Linked DNA regions of Danio rerio: region 2 is linked to region 1. The links are chromatin contacts, called in public HiCAR-type maps. All regions are on one chromosome and are shown on one strand. The core of a region is the stretch at or near the end of the contact, and the rest is flanking DNA. Distances in the headings are between cores, read along the strand shown.

Region 1 (6,311 bases), core at 2,483-4,982:
ACACACTACACTATATCCCTTTCTTTGTGTTTTGTTTGATATTATGCCAAACATCGAATAAAAATGCATATTTCAAAGCACTTAACGAGACATTCAAACCGTGATTTACAACTGTTTTAATTTATTTACACTTCTGAATTGCATTATGGTACCGTGATCACTATCCGACAACGTTTGATGTTGAAAGTGTAACATTTTTAACAGTATGAAGTATTTTAGTAGTACTTCATCGTAAATATCACAGAAAAATTCACTAATATCTAGATGCAGACTTGGCTTTGCAAGCTGGGACTGCATATCTCAGACCTGCCACATCATAAAGAAACTCATAAAAGTTTGGAACCACTTCTAAATGAGTAACTAGTGAGAAAATCTTGTGTGAACTATCCCTTTAAGGGACATCCAGTTACATTTTTTTGGCATATTGAGCATTTTAAAGTTGCAAAATCTGGATCATTGCTCAGTTTTGGTGTGGTTCAGAATCCATTCAGACACAATGATATCACTGTGAGGGGTGGGGTTAGGTCTGCGCATTAAAAGGCATTGCATGCAGCTCACCAATACATTCACACCCCTCTCGAAAAATTACTGACTAACCTAGATAATGTATCATTAAAAAAGCTAACAAAACATCAATACAACTGACTTTATTAAACTTTTTAACATTAAAAGATGTCAGGGCAGAGATTAACATTCTCTAATGCAATTCAAAGCATAAATGAATGTAAAACCATCATGAATCAAAAAATACAAACTACTGAATAACTGACCTCAACTTAAATGATCTCAAATATAAGCATATAACCTTGACCAGTATGATAGAAAGTTTCTAGGAAATCCTGCTTGTTTCCTACCTCATTCAGTGTCTTTCACAATATAAATGATGCATTAAAGTATACGCAAGCCAAAAGAGTGATAATTACAGTGTTAGTATGAATGTTCATCCGCCCTAGGTGTATTTTTTCCACTACAGTATAAATGATGAAAGCTTGATGAAATGTCACTGAGCGGATCAACAAAAGTCCACTCGACTGAAGTCTGAAATCTGAAGCCACAACCCTGAACCTCTCCAGACGCTCCTTCACTCTGATCTCTTGTTTTCTTTCTCCATCTCTATTCATCAGCCCTCCACTCATTCTTATTCCTGTCAACACCGACCGTCTGTTTCATTTTTTCTTTCACTCTCTCTTTTAGCTTCTCATTCTTCAGTGAAAATGAAAGAAAGTAATGAATAAAATAGAGCAGAGTCTCCCCAGGGGATGCACCTATACTGTCGAGCACTTCCTGGGCGTTCAGAAAGGGCACTTGATAGGGAAGACATGTCCAGATGGATTGATCAATGTACAGCGGAAGTTCTATGTTACTTTAAAACAATCCATTAACACTTTGCTCCTGCAGGGCTCCACTGTACTTTACTGTGCTGAAACATAGCATCTGGGAATGGGAGTCTACAGCACGTTCTTCTTGTTGTCCGTCAGTGTCAATGCAATTTGAAGTAACTCTGTGGTGATCGCAACACCCTTGGGGATACACTGACATTCAGAACAAGAAGGTAATGCATGAAATGGACTAGACGTCATGCGAAGGAAATGGTGGCACCATCATGTAGCAGGTCACTGGATGTTTTATGACACTGGTGAGATGTGCTATGCATTTGCTGGTGTTTTTCTTCTTTGAAATTCTGCACTCCAGATAAGGCATTGATAACTGCTTAAAGTGAGACACCCCAAAAATGAAAATTCTGTCACCATTTATGAAGATTTCACTTGTTCAAAATATGTTTAAGTTTTTTTTTTCTAGTGAAAAACAAAGGAAGATAAACTAAAGCATGTTTTAAACCTAAAAAAAAAAAATTATTAAGGTTTGGATCCACTTGAGGGAGAGTAAATAGTGACAATCTTGTGTGAAATATCCCTTTGAGGGAAATCATGGTCAATTTTTGCAGCATATTTAGCATTTTCTAGTAGCAAAATCTGGGGCATTGTTCATTTTTGGTGCACATACAGAATAGTTCAGAAACCTTTAAAACATTTTACTTAAGCCTGATTTATATTTCTGCATTGAGTAATCGCCGTAACCCATGATCTAAACCTTATGGTTCGTGAAAGCTGGTGGTCTGAAGTCTTGGGGCATTGTTTTCTTTTCAGTCGGCCTACCAAAATCTACCTTCACCATGCGCGGTGAGCTATCTAGATGGCCTGCCAGGCATGGTGTTGATAGAGTGTGGTAGCCTGACTGAAAAAACCCTAGTCCTAAGACTTTAGGCTAGAGGTCTGCATTCCTGCGGCTGTACCGCAGAAGCCACGGGACCCGACCACACTTCATGCGGCTCAGGAATAAATGTCAGAATAAAACACGGTAGCGGTCAGTAACTTTGGTGTAATTTGAACGGAAGCGGGCAGTCTAACAATATAGCGCTCCAGAGAGATATGAATGAGAGATCGCACGCATCCGCCGTGGTGCAGTGTGTCACTTGTTATAGGAAGTCTGGACTCTGAAGCATCCAGCTGAGTTTTTTAGGAGGCATATTTAATTGTTTTTATTGTTCAATACATCTAACATTCTTCCTTGGCCCAATATGTACCTGCTATGTGTATAGAAATAATAATTAAGTGGATATATTTGTAAATCTGACTTTGAAAGAGTCTCACCAGTCACAAAGTTTGAGTTTATGCTGGACATGCGTACGGTGCGATGCTACTGTATGAAATCAGGATCGTGATTCACCAAAAGCTAATTCTCGTGCACTTTTAGTCAGAGAAACACAGCTCTGTCATCAGTAGTAAATTTTCTCTGAAGGCTGCAAGGGGCTCTCTTGGGAAAACAAATCAAAGATCTTGCACTTCGCATCATCATCATCATGTAGATACATTTCTTCGCATCATCAAGATGTAGATACATTTTTGAGAGGTGCACATCAGGGTATGGGAAAAGGATGAGTGACTGTATGGCAAAGGCTACACCTAAGCTGAACATACTTTGTGGACTTGACAGATAAGTATAAATTAAGTAATGATTCAATATAGATCAATATAATAGACCAATCCAATAGACCAATATACTATTTGTCAATTAAAGCACATAATAATAATAATAATAATAATAATAATAATAATAATAATAATAAACAAAAAAATAATAAATAAATAAATATAATAATAATAATAATAATACATTATAGTCTATAAAAATATATAATATATATAAAATATATATAATAATTTATTTAATTTATGTATAAATGTTGCATACATGTGTGGTTTGCCATAATTATACATGAGAGATAATGTCCTAAACATGTGAGACGACGCTTTGCTTAATTATTCATTAAAGCATGCTTATTAAATATTTTTTATTAATACGCTTATTAATATTAATTAAAGACCAACAGCACATTCATTTGCATCTCTTATAAACTGAGTAAACATACAAACAGCCATGCATTCATTATTTATGTATCAGCATGAGCCCTTCATAACCATCGAGTGCATTAATACACATTATCATACATTATCGTGCAGTAATCTTACCTCTCCGTGTGCAGGGTGATCTTAGAGGGTTCGACATTAGGGTTTTCCCACTCCATCTGCGGACAGTGCATGAAGTAGCAGAGCGTATAGAGGGCCTCGGGCTCCCAGTGAACGGAGCCCGTGCGGTTCTGGTGCACAGGAGTGCCATTGCTGGGGTTCTTGATGTGCAGAGGCTGAAGGTGATGCATGGCCCGAGACACCAGGTCACCTACAGGGGGCAGCAGAGACATGCGCTTGAGTCTACGAGAGTGTGCATTTACAAACCTCCCTCAAGATTAAATGCAGCTTTTACACAGTTCTTTGACATAAAACTGGAGTCCTCGTACATCACTCCATGCACAAAGACACACAGACAGTGGCACATCTGACACGGAGACATTCATTACAGCTGGAAATGACAGCGACAGAATAACAACCTTTTCCCTTCCCGGGTTGAATCTGGTACAGGACTCACTGAAGACATTAGTCATTTGAGGGAAAGGAAACGTCAAAATGTCCATGTATTGCTGTTAAAACTGAAACTGAAAAAATCTCTACAGTTCTGACTGATTTACATGATAACAGAAGAGCTTCTTCTCTGAACTGAGGACATCTGGACTGACTTGTAGAAACTCATACACTTTAAAAAGGTTGAAAAGTTTATAATAACAAAGTCACGTACCAATAACTGTGTTCTTTATTTCTTTCTTTATTTTCTATTCAACTTGGACCCTTTATTAATAAGGGGTTGCCACAGCGGAATGAACCACCAACTTATCCAGCATATGTTTTATATAGTGGATGTCTTTCCACTATACACTACAGCCAATTTAGCTTATTCAATTAACTTATAGCGCATGTCATTGGACTGGGGGGAAACCGGAGCACCTGGGGGAAACCCACGTGAACACGGTAGGAAAATGCAAACTCCACACAGAAATGCCAACTGACCCAGCCGGGGCTCAAACCAGCAACCTTCTTGTTGTAAGGCGATTGTTATAAGATTAGTTGATCTTAATGTATACAAAATACATTAACTAATGCAACCTTACTGTAAAGTGTGACCTATTTTTTGTCAAAAGTCAAAAAAATGTAGAACTAATTAATATATGATTTATATTAGTAAATTATTTACAGCTATGCAAAAAAAGAGACCACTTGAAAATGCTCATTTACTGCAGATTTACTAGATTTTATTTGTAAATGTTACAGTTTTATTCTACAAAGGTCTGATAACATTTCTTCCAAATTAAATATGAAAATTTCCCCAGAACTCCTCTGAAGATAAATCATTAGTATTTGATTGTCTAATGAATTATGAAAACATGTCTGAAAACAACATTGCACCTTTTTGTTATTTTATGAAAATCAATGCCCTTGTTGTGCAGAGTAACATTGCCTGCCGTAAAATGTACCCCAAACCAAGATTTAAATAATAATAATAATTAAAAATAATATTAGTTTAAAAAATAATAACAGTTATAACAAACTAATGAGAGTGACTGAGGTGATTTTCATGAACGAAACCTTTCCCTTACAGTATATATATATATATATATATATATATATATATATATATATATATATATATATATATATATATATATATATATATATATATATATATATATTAATAAATTAATTAACGGTAAATACGATACTGTTGAGATTAAGTAAAGTAAATTGTTTAATGTGTGGTTAAAACCCACCAAAAAGCCTAATTTTAGAATTTTAGAAACAGGCTCATTACATCAGTCTATACAACAGTAATTTTTTAATTTTACATTTATTTGTAAACCTAATGTGTTTTATAATGTGTTTTTTTTTTACATCTTGTTATTGCTTTATTCCTCAAAATAACAATTTTATTAAATTTTAATCAGTTTTGGCCTTTGAATATTTTTTAAAATGTAGACTGAGAATGCTAATAAAAGTTTATGAAGAGGGTGCATATTACGGCAGGGGTGCGTTTCTCAGCAGAAAACCCAAAATGACAATTTATTTTATTTTAAATGTGGAAGAAAAGTTATCAGTAGTTAAACAAACATGTCAACAGAATGAAACAAAAATTACTTTATAGTCAAACACATGACTTTAAAAAAAGGAAAGTTGAAAATTTTCAAGTGGTCTGTTTATTAAACCAATAAAATCGTTACAAATAACTCATAATACCACACGTAAGATTAAGATATAGATATAACTAATATAAAGCAACTGTAATGAGTTATGATTTTTTATGAGTTATTTTTCATTCATAGAAAAGCATCTGCAAATACAATAACTTGTACTGAATTATTAGTTGGTCTGAGCAATTATTTATTCACATACCTACATAAATGATTAACTTCACTGATCAAAATATTAGCTTGGATGAATCACTGAAGATTCTTTTCAAAAAAAGGAAACTTTAATTGGTTCTTAGGAAATCTCTGCAGTAACAACAACAGACAGACACACACATGCACATGCACATTGCAATTAGTGAAAATGTCTGCAAGCGAGAATCTGCACACTGCTTTAAACCTTAATTTCCTAACTTGTTTGTGTGTGTGTGTAGCTCTATAAATTTTATTGGATGAAGCACAATGGCAGCAGCTGGTGAATATCACTCCACACAATCACAACATTCCTCTCAATTTTACACACACACACACACACACACACACACACACACACACACACACACACACACACACACACGCACACACACACGCACACACACACACACACACACACACACACACACACACACACACACACACACGCGCACACACACACCATACCCACAAAGAAAACACTATG
Region 2 (5,823 bases), core at 2,670-5,169, 160 kb after region 1:
ATAAGGTTGAGATACAGGTGCTGATCTCTAAGCAGTGCTGCAATCACAGCTGTATTCTATCCTCCCAAGAGCAGCAGCAATTTTCTCCGAAATTGAACCTTTCAAGGCCACAGTGACATTACAAAAAACACAAGAGGCCTTGCAGAAACTGCAGAAAATCTGCAGAACCCTATTGAAAAGGTGGTGATCGTTTGAATCATTTAAAAACTGCAGGTGAACAAAACAAACCAAAAAAAGGGGAACAAGACTCTTTTTTTTGGTCACAATATTTGTTTCATTATAATGTTTGCAAAATAAAGGAATAAATCCAAAATGTACTGAAGGAACGAATTACTCCAAACTGCACAATTCTGCCATCATTTATTATCCATTCACATTTGCATGCATGGTACCTATTTTATTATTGAATGAATATAAACTGGAACTTTTAATCATCTAAAAGTTTATGGGATATTTGCTAAATGTATTTTTAAATATATTTTATGTATATAATGGTTATATTACATCCATCTGTAAGTATCACCATGGTTTTTCTATAATTGCACTTTGTAACTTATACCTATCCTGCACTTGATGCTATTGCACTCCTGGTTAGACCTAAACTGCATTTTGTTGCCTTGTACATGTGTGATGACAATAAAGTTGAGTCTAATCTAATCTAATCTAATCTAATCTAATTTTTTTTTAAATACTCAAATTTAACTTTTGTATATTGTATACAAATATATAAAAATATACTGTTTGTATATTGTTAACTACATAGATGAGAATCAGCAACTCCAAGTCTGAGGCCATGGTGCTCCACCGGAAAAAGGTGGTTTGCCATCTCCAGGTTGGAGGAAAGTCCTTACCCCAGGTGAAGGAGTTCAAGTATCTTAGAGTTTTGCTCACAAGTGAGGGAAGGATGGAACGGGAGATTAACAAGCTGACTGGTGCAGTGGCAGCAGTAATGCAGTCCATGTACCGGTTCGTTGTGGTAAATAAGGAGCTGAGCCAAAAGGCAAAGTTCTCGATTTACCGATCATACTATGTTTCTACTCTCAACTATAGTCATGAGCTTTGGTTCATGACCGAAAGGACAAGATCTCGGAAACAAGCCGCCAAAAATGAGAGAACATCAAGAGAAGTCAGCTGAGGTGGCTCGTGCATCTGTTTCAGATGCCTCTTGAACGCCTACCTAGGAAGGTGTTCCAGGTATGTCCCACCGGAAGGAGACCTTGGGGAAGACCCAGGACATGATGGAGAGACTATGTCTCTCTGCTGGCCTGGGAAAGCCTCGGGATCCCCTAGAGGAGCTGGAGGAAATGTCTGGGGAGAGAAAAATCTGGGGTTCTTTCCTAAGACTGCCCCCCCCCCCGCTACCCAGCCACGGAAAATCGGTTGAAAATGATTGAATGAATGAATGAATGAATGAATGAATGAATGAATGAATGAATGAATGAATGAATGAATAAATGTTCAATATGTTTTTAAGCTTTTATTTGATCGAAAATGTAGTAAAAACAGTAATATTACGTAATATTGTTACAAATTTAAATATTATCTCTGGGATGGCAAAGATGAATACTTAAAGCCATTACTCCAGTCTCCAGTGTCACACAACCTCTCAGAAATAATTCTGATATACTAATAACAGAGAAAATATCATTATGTTGACAACTGTGCTAAATATACTAAATATTTAATAATTGTTTTTATATTTAATATTTGTGCGAACACCATAATTAATTTTTCAAGATTCCAAAGTCTTTCCAAAGTTCCAAAAAAAATTATTATTATTATTATTATTAATTATATATTATTTTATTATATCATTAATAATATATTATTATTATTATATATTATTTATTTATTGGGAAAAGAACAGTTGTTAAGTTGTTTAAAATGTCTTTTTTTCCTACAAGAGAAATAAAGTTGTACAGGCTTGGAATAACATCAAGATTTATGGATACTATGAACAGCATAGCTGGAACCGACGACTGCAATCAACAGTGTTAATGTGCAGATGGACAAGCAGTTCTCTTCTTTAGATCTTTCCAACTACTCTGTAGCTGTCAGACACATCAGTGATGATGTAAAACAAGTGTCAACTCCTGCAGCCGTGTTCGGAATAGCAAATAGTGCAACATAAGTGTATGAATTTTTATGGTTTGCTGGAAATATAAAAAGAACCTGTCCACATGAATCACTACATCACCGAAAATCAATTACAAGAACTGGATAACAATCTTCAGTCTTAACATTAAGACTCCCTGATTATGCCATCAAATACAGCATAAAGAAAAAATGAGGTCGCTGCAACAGGTGGAGGAAAAAGGTACTGCGGCAGTCAGTGTGATGCCCTTCCTGTTGTGATTGCACCTGCTGCAGTGTCTAAATGAATAAGAAGTCTGAAAACAAACATCCTGCTGGGATTCACTCATGTCCTCCCACAGAAGTTATTTATCTCCCAGAGAAATAAATAAGTCAACAGTGCTGCAGTGAAGCAGGCATCATTTATGAAGTAGGGATCATGAACAATATTACCAACTGAGAAAGTGGAGTGATGTGATTATGCTGGCAGCTATTATGAAACACCTTTTCATATGTTATCGAAAACTGAGGTAGGAGGATAGTGGGCAGATGGATGGAACTGACTGACCTCAAAATAGGTTTGTGACTGAGTTCAAGTGCATTTCGGAGTAATTGCATGAAAAAACAGCCCGAATCAATGACTAGAGCTGGACAAATGAATAAAAGCGCATACTGTGACTGTATGACTGGAGTAAACATTTACCGCTTGCATTCTTGCCACAAATGAGGTGCTGGTACGGCTGCAAAAGACCCCACAGCTCCGAGTCGTTGTTTATGGCCTGTTCTAGGGACTCCACGGAAAACTTTGGCACTCCGTTCTCCTTCTCCACCAGCGCGCTCCTCTGCACCCGGGTAAACACCTCTCTGAACAGGCTCTCCATACAGGCGCTCAGGTAGATCGCCGCGTGCTCGTGGATGCGCAAGGCCACCCGGCTATCCACCATCCACCTGAAGAACTTTCCCACGGAGAAGATAAGTCCGCATCGGGTTGACTTGCCCCGGCTGAACTTATCACCCGTGCTCATGTTGTAAAGCGACAGCGCGCTGAGCGCCGCAGTAATGCAGTTCACGGAGATGGTCCACGAGAGGACCATCTTGATAGCGCTCTGGATCTCGTGCTTGGTGCATCTGGCGTAACGCAGACTCATGCGCTGCGCCTCCCGGGCGATCCTCACCAGCGCGCGGCTGACCAGCGCGGAGAGCTTGGCCAGGATCTCCCGCGACGCGTTCCCCACGCACAGCTCCTCGTCTTTGCGCAGCGCTCCTTCCACCTCTCCAAGACTCCACGGCACGTCCTCCTCCAGCTCGGGCAGTTTGGCGCACTGGCCCGAGCACTCCAGGATCTCCGTGTCTTCCGCCAGGACGGTATTGACCGTGTCCAAACTGTTGTGTCTGCTGTGCATTGACTCAGTCAGATGCCAGCAGTTTCCCCCATGCGCATACGACAGATGCGTGTCCGAGCAACAGAGCGACACGCTGGACGACCTGAAGGAATCCGCCGCTCCACCATAACCGGAATCGAGCGTTAAATCCTCCAGCGTCCTCGCCGCTGTCTTACCCTTGCCTGCCATGGCTGCACCTCATAATGTTAGGCTTGTGCCTGATGTTTTAAAGAAAGCCCAAAGCGCGTCCCTGTGGCGCGCCCTCTCCTCAAAGCAGTAGAGGAATGTATAGCCAGCAAAATTACACGCGCAAACACCAATAGCCAATACAAGCGTGCGTAATTTGACAATTCGTTTAGTATTTTGGTAAGTCACCGGGGAAGAAATATCTCCAACGCGCGCCTCTGCTCCCAACTTTGCGTGCGTAATTCAAGAGCTCGGAACGCCTTCACCAACCACTGCATCACTCACTGCGAAACCACTCGTTCGGGGAGGGGCTATGCAAATCACTTTCTTATGGCAGGAGGGACTGTGTGTATAAATCACTGTTATGGAGGGACGGACTATGCAGATACAGAATAACTCATGATCATTTCAACAGGCTCCAAAACATTAAAAAAAAAAAAGAAAGTACATCAAACAAATAGTCTCATTAAACAGAATCCTCTTCAAATATTCCCTATAACAGAATTAGACATATAAAACTCTAAATAAAATGTAAAGAACACATTTTGCACACAAGCAATTTGATTTTAATATATCTTTATGCATAGTATGTATGTTAAAATTAATATAATGTTTGTCTAAGTATAACTTTTAGACGTTTATGCAATAAATGCTAAAATAATAATAAAATGCATAAATCTACAGTTTGTAATCACTTTCAAACACTTCTCTTCCACATCCTCTTCACACTTCTCTTCAGCCTCAGGATGTTTACGCGATGATTTTGAAATTTGAAGATCAAAGCATTCTCTTGCACAGCTTCTGCACCTTTCATCTGTCTCGAACCATCTCAGATTTAACTCTGGCAATTATTACAAAATTGTCAAAAAAAAAAAAAAATTCTGGAATAAAACATGCAGGCTATACGACACTGGATTAAAACACTTCTATAAGACGGCGTGTTTAATTATGCAAGTGTTCTGGCCTAAAAAAAGAAATCTGTTTTGACGTGAGAAGCACTGCAATCTGTCTTTCAAGTTCATTATTAAAAGAAAACGACAATGAATACGAAGAGCGGATAATAGCTTCGAGTCTGGCGCCATCTATATGTGATGGTGACGAATAGCCTTTATTCTGAATCCTTTTTGCATTTCTGCCACTCACCTGTCTTATTACATTGTTCTTCAGTTTAAGACAACAAACAATGATAAACAAAACGGTAAAATAAGCACAATCTCCTAAAGGAACCATGTCTGTCTTAGTTTTAGAAACATTCTCGAGACATAAAGAAGTGATTCTCAGATCTGGGGAACCAACAATCTGCACATTGCTTTTCCTATTTAACACACCTGATTCAGGTTGTGTCAGATAACTAAGGCATACAATTTGTCTCCACCATAAAAAACCTTTTGTGCAGTTCAAAGCTTGGATGTTAAAACTTTCTTCAAAGATTAATTTATTCCAATAATAATAATAATAATAAAAAAACATAAGGTTGCTTAAACCTGCGATTTACACTTAAATGTTGAAGGAAAACCTGTATTTATGACAATTAGCCTATATTGTACCCTTGGATGAACACAGATATCATATTCAAAATGCATTACACAATTGTAATCATTATAAAAAAGGGTGTTGTAATTTATCTAAATGCATTACTGTTAAATCTGCATCTTTTACTTCTGATTCTGAACTGCCCATTTTTGATTACCATTAAATAAAATAACTTGTATAGACATTTTAAACACTATTTTAGTTTTCAAAGCATCAGGGAAATTAATAAGATGTGATGTCCTTTTTGAAGAGCACAAGCCAGAATGCAATATAGATCAGAAGAGCACCCTTTATTAATATTTTAATCTTAATAACCCATCTACATGCCTGTAATTTGATAGCTTATGAAAAAAATGTAGTCCTATTTCAAAAGCATGGAAGTACAAGAATTCATTTTGAACTGATCTGATACAGAGAAAAAGTGATGGTCATTTTCCTATGATAAATTAATTAAACCTGTAGGCAATAAAATGTATATTTTTAACATAAATTATATTAGCACTAGAGCGTTGCACTGATTTAACTTCAATCTGTGCAGTAATGAGCATTATTAGTGTTGTATTCATTAGATTGGTGAATTATGTTTATTACCTTATGTGCTGTGCCTGTGGATAAATCAGTGCTTTGCAGTGGCAGGTTGGAATATTGA

Evidence for each region. HiCAR-type assays count read pairs that join an accessible place to other places.
Region 2: a HiCAR-type map of caudal fin shows a contact between it and region 1, with 9 times the contacts expected there. The contact joins the promoter of btbd11a here to the enhancer-like site in region 1. A contact is called at or near these places in 6 of 18 Hi-C or Micro-C datasets (caudal fin, embryo, fibroblasts and 1 more) and 3 of 4 datasets of contacts at active chromatin or transcription factors (caudal fin, embryo and gastrula embryo).

What each region holds. Positions count from the first base shown.
Region 1 is chr4:12,418,394-12,424,704 of GRCz12tu, forward strand. btbd11a (BTB (POZ) domain containing 11a) reads right to left here. Exons shown (of 17, transcript NM_001327842.1): 3 at 3,531-3,738. Among named protein-coding and RNA genes, the nearest start is that of cyb5r3, 38 kb to the left of the region's middle. Within about 2 kb of position 3,733, at least 3 of the 62 cell types and tissues checked have an H3K27ac peak or open chromatin away from gene starts, as enhancers often do. A contact at or near this core is called in caudal fin, where this site is marked.
Region 2 is chr4:12,576,662-12,582,484 of GRCz12tu, forward strand. btbd11a (BTB (POZ) domain containing 11a) reads right to left here and starts at 3,920. Exons shown (of 17, transcript NM_001327842.1): 1 at 2,777-3,920. The coding sequence starts at 3,644.